Linked DNA regions of Mus musculus: regions 2 and 3 are each linked to region 1. Evidence: chromatin contacts called from public HiChIP or PLAC-seq data. All regions are on one chromosome and are shown on one strand. The core of a region is the stretch at or near the end of the contact, and the rest is flanking DNA. Distances in the headings are between cores, read along the strand shown. Region 1 holds the start of Ifrd1 (interferon-related developmental regulator 1). Region 2 has its middle 32 kb from the start of Gm24434. Region 3 overlaps Dock4 (dedicator of cytokinesis 4).

What was found. HiChIP or PLAC-seq counts read pairs in DNA pulled down with a chosen protein or histone mark.
Region 2: an H3K4me3 HiChIP or PLAC-seq map of pro-B cells shows a contact between it and region 1, with 2.4 times the contacts expected there. The contact joins the enhancer-like site here to the promoter of Ifrd1 in region 1. A contact is called at or near these places in 4 of 39 promoter capture datasets (the HPC-7 cell line, HPC-7-derived erythroid cells, liver and 1 more), 1 of 484 Hi-C or Micro-C datasets (the HPC-7 cell line) and 1 of 115 datasets of contacts at active chromatin or transcription factors (pro-B cells).
Region 3: an H3K4me3 HiChIP or PLAC-seq map of forebrain shows a contact between it and region 1, with 4 times the contacts expected there. The contact joins the enhancer-like site here to the promoter of Ifrd1 in region 1. A contact is called at or near these places in 7 of 39 promoter capture datasets (cranial neural crest, embryonic stem cells, frontonasal cranial neural crest and 3 more), 1 of 15 datasets of contacts at CTCF or cohesin (the NIH/3T3 cell line), 2 of 484 Hi-C or Micro-C datasets (bone marrow-derived macrophages and nephron progenitors), 23 of 115 datasets of contacts at active chromatin or transcription factors (the 230-238 cell line, the NIH/3T3 cell line, acute myeloid leukemia and 14 more) and 3 of 9 other capture datasets (adipose tissue, bone marrow-derived macrophages and pancreatic islet).

The regions. Positions count from the first base shown.
Region 1 is chr12:40,221,933-40,224,740 of GRCm38.p6, forward strand. Ifrd1 (interferon-related developmental regulator 1) reads right to left here and starts at 1,257. Exons shown (of 12, transcript NM_013562.2): 1 at 937-1,257. The coding sequence starts at 1,024. Mir1938 (microRNA 1938) reads right to left here and starts at 879; the gene lies at 780-879. Gm7008 (predicted gene 7008) reads left to right here and starts at 1,432. Exons shown (of 3, transcript NR_045157.1): 1 at 1,432-1,621; 2 at 2,737-2,790.
Region 2 is chr12:39,652,085-39,654,852 of GRCm38.p6, forward strand. No RefSeq gene overlaps it. Among named protein-coding and RNA genes, the nearest start is that of Gm24434, 32 kb to the left of the region's middle. Within about 2 kb of position 1,372, at least 1 of the 459 cell types and tissues checked has an H3K27ac peak or open chromatin away from gene starts, as enhancers often do. A contact at or near this core is called in pro-B cells, where this site is marked.
Region 3 is chr12:40,795,954-40,799,075 of GRCm38.p6, forward strand. The region is part of intron 35 of Dock4 (dedicator of cytokinesis 4); the gene reads left to right. Among named protein-coding and RNA genes, the nearest start is that of Immp2l, 230 kb to the right of the region's middle. Within about 2 kb of position 1,313, at least 27 of the 459 cell types and tissues checked have an H3K27ac peak or open chromatin away from gene starts, as enhancers often do. A contact at or near this core is called in forebrain, where this site is marked.

The sequences.
Region 1 (2,808 bases), core at 7-2,506:
CTTAGTGAGATGACTACCCATTTCAATACTACTCGACTTATGTCTTGTGTGCAGTCTTGTAGAAGGGACCTTCGGCTGCAATCATTTTTTTTTCTTCTCAACCATATGTTAAGAGAATCGTACATTCAGTTCAGCAATTAACCATCCAGAAAAAGCTTTGTCTTAGCATGGAAGGAAAAAAAAAAAAAACTTATCCCTAACTTTCCAGCCAATTGCAACCTCGGCTTCTCACCACCTCTTATCACTGCATGGAACCTATAGAATGCAGCACAAAGGAGAACGCGGTCGCTAGGCTGGCAGCACAAGGGCTGCGGGGGCTCCCGGTTTCTGCAGGTACCGGGTTAGGAGTGGAAGCCACGCTAAGGGTGGGGCGGTGGCCATGGCTTCCGACGCCTCTACCCCGCCTTAGAGGACCTGCGAGACGCGCAGGAAAACAGCGGGATGGAAGCCACTCGTGCCTCTGCGTCACCCTGGCCCCATCACGCAAAGCTCAGGCCTCGTGACGCAAAAGCCGGTCCAAGCCCGCTGGACGTTTGACACTCCCGAGAACTCCATGTTGGAGGGAGCGCCACAGGCAGCGCAACAGCGGCAAGCCACCGGCGCTCCGCCCCATCTCTAGCTCGATAAAGAACCGGACAGCAGGCAGCGACGTCTAGGAAGAACGCCAAGTCCTGGTCACCCTTATTCTGACTCTCCCTCCGGCCCAAGGTCCCAGTTCTCCCCGCCCCCAGGGCCGGAGCTCCAGCACTGCTCCCGCGTGCCAGCTCAAGAAGCGCGAGTCCCAGGGCATGATGGGAACTGCAGTTCAGCCGTACCACGCGCTATGCAGACTTGGGCGTCCGAAGCGAAGACCGAACTACAAGTCCCACCGCGCCCCAGGCCGGGGTCTCCCGTTCGGCCGGCCAGCCGGCTCCCGGGCGTGGGGACACCCCTCACCTGCCGTGGCCGCCGACGTCGCTGCCCCGGAGCCGCCGCCACCCCCGCCACCGCGGTGGGGAGCGTTCCGCTTCTTGTTCTTCGGCATCGTGGGCCGCCCGGTGCCGCCTACACTTGGAGCTCAGCGAGGATCAGCCGATGGAGCTGCACTGTCTACTCGTGCGTCTGTGCGGCGGGCGGCTGAGAGGCGAGTCTCGGGCTAACAAGAGAGGCGAGGAGCGGCGCGGGTGAGAAGCGGCAGCAGCAGCAGCAGAAATCCCCGTGAAGAGCTGCGAGCGGAAACGATACATGTTTCTCTCTAGCGCGGGAGCGAAGGCGGGGTGGCCAGACCACGACGCCTTAAGTAGCCAGACGGCGGCTTGTCGTCACCATGCGTGGGCGGGCCTCCATCGCTCGCTGGCCAATCGCTGCAGATCTCCCCACCGCGGCGTCCACTGGGGCGGTGCCTGCATTCGGACTCCCATTCCCAGAGCCTCAGTCTGCCCTCGGTGCCTGGGCTGCTATGCCTTAGGGCCGCGTGGAGCTTTGGGAGATGTAGTTAGCGAGAGGGCGCGGCCTTCTCCGGGCTCCTCCCAGTCCGATTGCGTCGTGACCTCGTCCCAACGAGGCGTCCGCCCTGGAATTCACCCGGGTAGTCACCGCGATGAGCCATGCGGCAGTTATGCAGCTTGATGAACGTCAGCTTGTAAGATCACGTGTAACAACCTTTCCCCTGCTAATATGAGGCCCCTGTCCAAGCACAACCATACCCTCCTGTGGGTTTAGGGACGTGGGCTCCCCACCCTCCAAAAAAAGTATGCTTTCAGCTACTTCAACTTGTATTGTTCGTGGACCTCATATTCTAGACTAATATCTCAAATAACGAGACTGATGATTCAGTCTCAGATTTTCTTACAAAGATGTGACCTTGATTCCACCTGCCAGTTTGGAGGTCAGTTTGGGATAAGAGTTTATGAGAAGTTCGCAGCTGGCAAAACATACATGAGTTATATCAACAGTCGCAAAGGGGTTTATTTTCTCAAGGTGCTCCCGTTGATCTGTTTTCCGTGTCGCAACACCCAGTCCTGTTTTCAGGAGCTGCTAGTAGGTTCCTATACTGTCCATATGACAGAACAAACTCACTGACTCGTGCAAGTGACTCACTCTGCACTCCACCTCTCACCTCGGCTTCATTCTATTTCAAGTGATGATAGTAAGTCTTTCTCCGTCTTAATGTCCCTCTTGTACCTTAAGCCAACTTAAATTTTTCTCTCCTTTTCTTTACTGCCATATTCTTAATAGTTAATATATTATCTTCCCCCATATTCTGTAATTTATTCACCGTAATTTATTCAGTTTGTTCATAGTGCCCCCCCCCCAGCAATTGATTTTAAAATGAAACTCAGGGCTGTATCTTGATCTCTAGCCATACATAGCTTCAGTTCATACCAGGTCACCCATTTCAATGTTTCATGCCCAGGAAGGCTGATTATTTACTCAAGTGTCTTGTTTGACTAATCCACCTATGTTTATAGTTGTTCCAGAACCTCACAGACTGCCAGTCCTCCTAACCTAGCCTCTCTCACTGCTTTCTAGATATCTTGTTCTTCTCCTGAACTCAACTGGTCTTCGTTTCCAGTACAGGGCTCTTTTTGTTACTTTGACTTCATTGTTCATGAATGCCCTAACCCACCCCCCATCTTCATCTTAAGAATTATCTCTGTCTATCAAGACCAGCTCAAACACTATCACCTTCACGAAGCTTCGTCCTCACAAGTCTTTGACTTGGTAACGCTCTGCTGCCACTCTCTGTTCCTACAGATCGATCACAGATGGACTGTTCACAAAGATTCGATTGGAAGAGCAACGTTCAAGGTTTGCTTTACTCTGTGT
Region 2 (2,768 bases), core at 122-2,621, 570 kb before region 1:
AAATACTTTGTTTCAATACAAGTATTGATGGTCCCATTACTAGAAAAAATTATAAGCATTTTCTTGAAACTGGGTCTTTTAAATTAAAATATTTAATTTTTTATTTTCTGTGCACAAATGTTTGCCTGCACATACATTTGTACACCACCTGAGTGCTGGTATCTACAGATTCCAGAAGCAGGTATTTGGAGCCCATGTGAGTCCTGGGTCCTCTGCAAGAAGTGATGTTAACCATGGAATCATCTCTCCAGCCCTTGATCTGGTTCTTTAATCGATTCCTGAAGTAACAACACAGAATGGAATAGTGAAAGCTTAATTATAAGATTCACTTAAGCCTCCATGATAAATCCTCTGAGTTACAGCCCACTGTCATTTTCATAGCCAAAGGCACGAACACTTCAGATTATAAAATATCTTATCCTTTAACATGCTTTTCATATCTACACTGCTCTAGACTTTCAGCCTGAGTAGACTTAGATCATAACTAAAACATTCTGGGCGAACTAGTCAAGAGTACCTTAATTAGTGAAGGTTTTCAAGCTAATTTATTTAATGATTAAGGAATTTTTGGATGCCAAAAAAGTTATCTTTTACCATCTTTACTTCTTGCCCACACTTCATTGAGTTTATTGTTATTAATGTCTCAATTCTCAAATGAAGACATTGAAGCTTAAAGTACAGTAAACCGCCTTTGGGCCATAGGAAAACATTGACAACACTGTGTAGAGCAGGTGCTGTAAAAGATTTAGAGCTTGCTTCTTAAAAACCCTGTGTCCTTTAGCACATCTGTTCTCCAAGTGCTACAAATACTTCAGATTTTTAAGCATATTTATAAATATTCTTGTTTTCCGATGGTCATTGGCTTTGGGATTTTGGAGGGGGGAAAAGGGAGATGTATAAGGCCATTGGGAGAAAGAACAAGTGAAGAGGATACCATCTAATTATATTATAAAAATATATCCTTGTACCTGCAGATAAGTGTAGTCCTCAGCCCTGGTCAAGGAAACCTTTCTTTGCAATATTCTGAGTCCAATGCAGAAAACCAAAACCAGTCAAACTCTGTCCCGAAGAATACATTTACAAAGCACTCCTTCAACTAAGGCTCAGGAAACATTGCAGAAGAGAGGATGAAACAATTATAAGAACCAAAGAAATAGAGAATTTGTCATGAGATTGTGTCTCCTAGGAATGGTAGTTCCTACATCTATAAACTCCCATCAACATGACTGCCTAACCATCAGCTAAACAAGGATCACAGCAATACACAAGCTAACAAAGACAGGGAAAGACCAAGTGACCTCAAACCTACACAAAGACCTACAGGCAGCTAAGAAATGCTGTGACTGTGAGAAAGAGTCAGAAAGAGTACACCAATAGGTTATCTAAAGAGGCGTGAACTTGAAGGAGAGCAATGAGGCATGCCTTGGAGGAAGGAAAGAGGAGAAAAAAATAATAACCTCAAGAACTAAAATAGGCATGTTTTTAAAATGTTCATTGCAGAAAGCATCATTATTCAGCCACCCTTCACTAGGGCATGCATTATCCCATCTGTACTGACTGGATGAATGATAATAGAAATCACAGAACACATTGAATAAGTCCCAGACTTTTTACAAGCATGAGGCAACAGTATTGGAATGTCAGATCTTCAATAAATATCATATTCCAACAAACATTTTAAGTACAGAGAAATATGTCATTAGTAAATAGTCTATATGGAAAACTTTAATATATTTCTCTGTAAGAAACAAATGAAAATGTGTTCAGTGTGTCTCTGTTCTAAAGCTTATAAAAATAATCTAAAAGATCAAAGTGTTTGTCTTAGGGTTTCGTGCTGTGAGGAGACACCATGTCCATGGCATCTCTTATCAAAGAAAACATTGAATTGGGACTGGCTTACAGTTTCAGAGGTTTAGTCTGTCATGGCAGGAAGCATGACAGCATGCAGGCACCCATGGTTCTAGAGAAGCTGAGAATTCTAAATCTTGTGCCAAAGGCAGGCGAAGGAGACTGTGTTCCACGCTAAGCAGAGCTTGAACTTAAGAGACCTTAAAGCCCACCCTCACAGCAACACACTTTCTTCAACAAGGCCATAACTTCTCCAGTAAAGTCACACCTCCTGATACTGCCACTCCCTATGGTCAAGCATTCAAACACATGAATTTCAGGAGGCCAGACCTACTCAAACCAACACAGTGTTTTTATATATTTTATAATAAAACTTCACTATAGAGTTAAGTGGAACTAGAAAAGGAAGCTTAAGCAAATTCAAATCTGAAGGCTCATATTCCAACTGGAATTATAAATTCTTCAAAAGATGGTTTTAGAACACAGCTTTTCTTTTCTTTAAAAAGTACAACTAAATTAAACTACTTACCAAATAAGCTTAAGACAATTACAATAAATATACTGTATGCGTCTAGAAGGTTGAATGCAAATAGATGATAGATTAGAGAGAGGATAGATGATAGATAGATAGATAGATAGATAGATAGATAGATAGATAGACAGACAGATAGACAGATAGATAACAGATATTTGATAGATAAGTGGATAAATAGATAAGATCATACATACATACATACATACGTAAAAAAGCTGGGTAAATGATAGCTACATAGATGATAGTTAAGTAGGTGATAGAGAATAAACACATGATAGGTAGATAAGTTTGGAAATATAGGCTAATTTTCACACCTCTAATTTTCTCATTTACTCAAGCCCCTGTAATACTAGTGATGTATTACGAAAACTAATTTTCCATATCC
Region 3 (3,122 bases), core at 63-2,562, 570 kb after region 1:
GCTGGGCTGGGCTGGGCTGGGCTGGGCTGGGCTGGGCTGGTAGCAGTGAGCAGACCTCACAGAGGGACTGCGTGCTGCTGTCTTCCCCTCTTGAGTTTCTTACTCAGTCTAGATGCTTTTCTTGGAAAAGCACAATATCGGCATTGAAGTCCCTTCATTTCTCTGTTGACTATTCCTGTCTGCCCATCTTCTTCCTCTCCCTCACAATCTTTGTATGTTTTCATAACAATTACTGAACTCTTATTTTCTAACCTGTGAAAATTTTCTGCTTTAATATGCTTAAGTTTCACTCACTGTCCCCTGCACATTGAATTCATAATAACACGATTGCAAAGAATTGCATTGCAATGCATAGATGACATAGCTATATGGACAGGAGTCTAAATCGTAATTTACTCTAGATCAACCAAAATTTATTTTTTAAAAAAGTATCACTCCCTTTTTATTAAGTAGATTGGAATTTCATCATGAAAGATGAGTCCTACATTGGACATTAGTTATTGTATTTTGCTATCTAGTGAGTTAATGCTTTTACTAACTTTCCTCCATCTTGGAACTGAAGAGTGACCTCTTGCAGTTCTAAACCTGTGAATGTTCTGGGTTTTTTGTTTTTCTCTTGTATTTCTGAGAGCACATGAAATGTCCTTGTCTGTTATAAACATTGTACTGTCGTTGGCATTCTTGCCCTACGTCCTGAAACTTTTGCAGCTGTGCTTTGCCTGCGTCTTGAACTTTTGATCTGCCGAACGGGTTTGCTGCTGCTGCTGCTGCTGCTGCTGTTTTCTTTCACTCAATCCCTTCAGTCCCTTCTCAAATCTCTCAACTTTGACTCCACTACCTTTCTGTTGCCCTAATTTTTTGCTGTGCTGCTTTTCACTTCTGAGCTCATGACCCTATCTTTCCTTACCACACCCACTTCTTCCTCCTCATTTTTTAATGACTTGTTATATCTCTACCTCGATCACCAGCCCCTAAAAATATCGAGCCCTAAGCATGCTCTGTGAGGGTGCATCTTATTCACACCGACATACTTATATAATTTTCTTCCTTAAAACCAACAGTGAGCGGCTATCAGCCCACCCACTATGCTAGCCATGACCTCTCCTCTAACAGTCCCTTCTCGGCTCGGCACAGTCCTTCCCTCTGTCCAGCCTTCCAGCTCCTCAGTATTTTTCGTCTCTCTGCCATCACAATCAGGACCCTCACCCCTTTCCACGTCCTTGCTTATATGTCGTGTGCTCTGTGAGCTTCGGTTTGAATCCTCAGCCCAGGCACAAACGCTCGTATAACCTCAGAGCAGAAACATTTCCTGTTTCCTAAGGAGCCCTGCCACCCTCATCTCCTCTCCCAGTTCCTTCTCTTTGGAGATGAACATAGTAATGCAGCCCCCTCGGCTTATCTCCTCGGCTGGGCCAACAGAAGAGGCCCTTTCCTTTGGTAAAGGAATGACTAGTTTGCACTGTGTTCCTTCTTGTCTTCTATGGGGAATAAGAAGGAAACCTCATAAATCAGGGGCCCTGTTGTAATTACTTGAGCCTAACACCATTAGCTTTGGAGTGTGACAAAGAGCAGAGAAGGTGAGCATTTTGAAAAAGCTGTTCCAACTGCAAACCAGCAGTGATAAACCCAGCTTTATCACATTGAAGCTAATCTCTTTAGCTCCTACTCTAAATGGAAAGTTTTGGATGTTTGCTAGTGGCAATATGGCTCCCGTCACTACCTCCCTGTGAGGTCAGCAGCAGATCCTGCCAGGGGGCCTCTAACTGCTGGTGTTCGGTCAGAGCTTAACTCACAGTTGGTGACAGTGCACACTATTTGACATGACTAACAGGAGGAATTATAATTATTATTTTGTTCTCTGTGTTACAGTTTTTAGCAGACATATGTGAGAGATTGTCATCTGCCAGCTGGGGAGATGTCGGGCTTTGGTTGGTTGTTTTTTTTTTTTTTTTTTTAAGGAGGAATATTCATTTACAAAGTGATCGCTTATTTTTGTTCTGAAAGAACGCAGCAGCTTCTTAACAGAAAGCTATTAGAACAGATCGTCCTTTAATAATGTAAAACCTGCTGTGGGGCTGTTAGATTGTGTTTATGGTACAATTCTTGCTAATTAAAATGATTTTGATGATAATGAGGGAGGTTTGAGTAGCATTGTTTACTTGGCTTTTAAAGACTGCCAGGATCCACAGGAAATGAAAGGCAAGGAGAGAGCCAATGTTATGGATTGGAAATAATAATGCATTCAAGTTAGCGTCAGTGCCCACACAGTATATGAGTCCTTGGGTTCAAGAATGCACACGAGTCAGATAATGGGCAGACAGCGCCTTTGAGAGTTGATCATTAGGTTCCTGACTGACTCATCAGCTAAGGACACCTATAAGATTCCTGGCATTTTCTGTTTCAGAAACTTGTCACTCTTTCAAGTGCATAGCTGTCCGTCCCCCTCTGCCCCCTCCCGCACTAGCCTGTGTCCTTCATATCCTAAGTAGCATCAGCTCCAACAACAATACGTTATCATCTCATGTGTCTGAAGCAGGGACTGCATAATGTACCTGCAGCTTGTATATCCAGGTAGTAAACACTGGAGTTTTATAAAACTTGGTAAAATATTTTAGAGAATTTTAGTAAAATTCAGATTTGTAAATAAATAAATAAATAAGTAAGGTTATTTAATTTAATATTTCCAGTAAACCCATTCCATGATAATAAGCAGACATAAAATTCTCTGGTTTGTGTTTTAAACATAAACAAGAAACATTAAAACTTAATACAGCTGCCAGGAGTGCTTTACTCCCAGCATGGGGGGAGCAGGGACCGGGATTTCTGGGAGTTTGAGTAATGAATTCCAGGCCAGCCAGGACTACATACTAAGGCCAGTCTCAAAAACAAAAACAAGCAAAATGAAACAGAAACCCACAGGAGAGAGAGAGATGCTTTTCGGTTGGTTGGTTTGTTGTTGAAACAGGGTCTCTCTGTATAACTCAAGCTGACCAGGAGCTCATTTTATAGACCAGGCTGGCTTCAGACTCAGAGATTTGCCTGCCCCTGACTTCTGCTGGGACTAAAGGCATGTGCAATCCCACCTAGCAAGAAAAACTCCATAATCCTTCCTTTATGTCCTA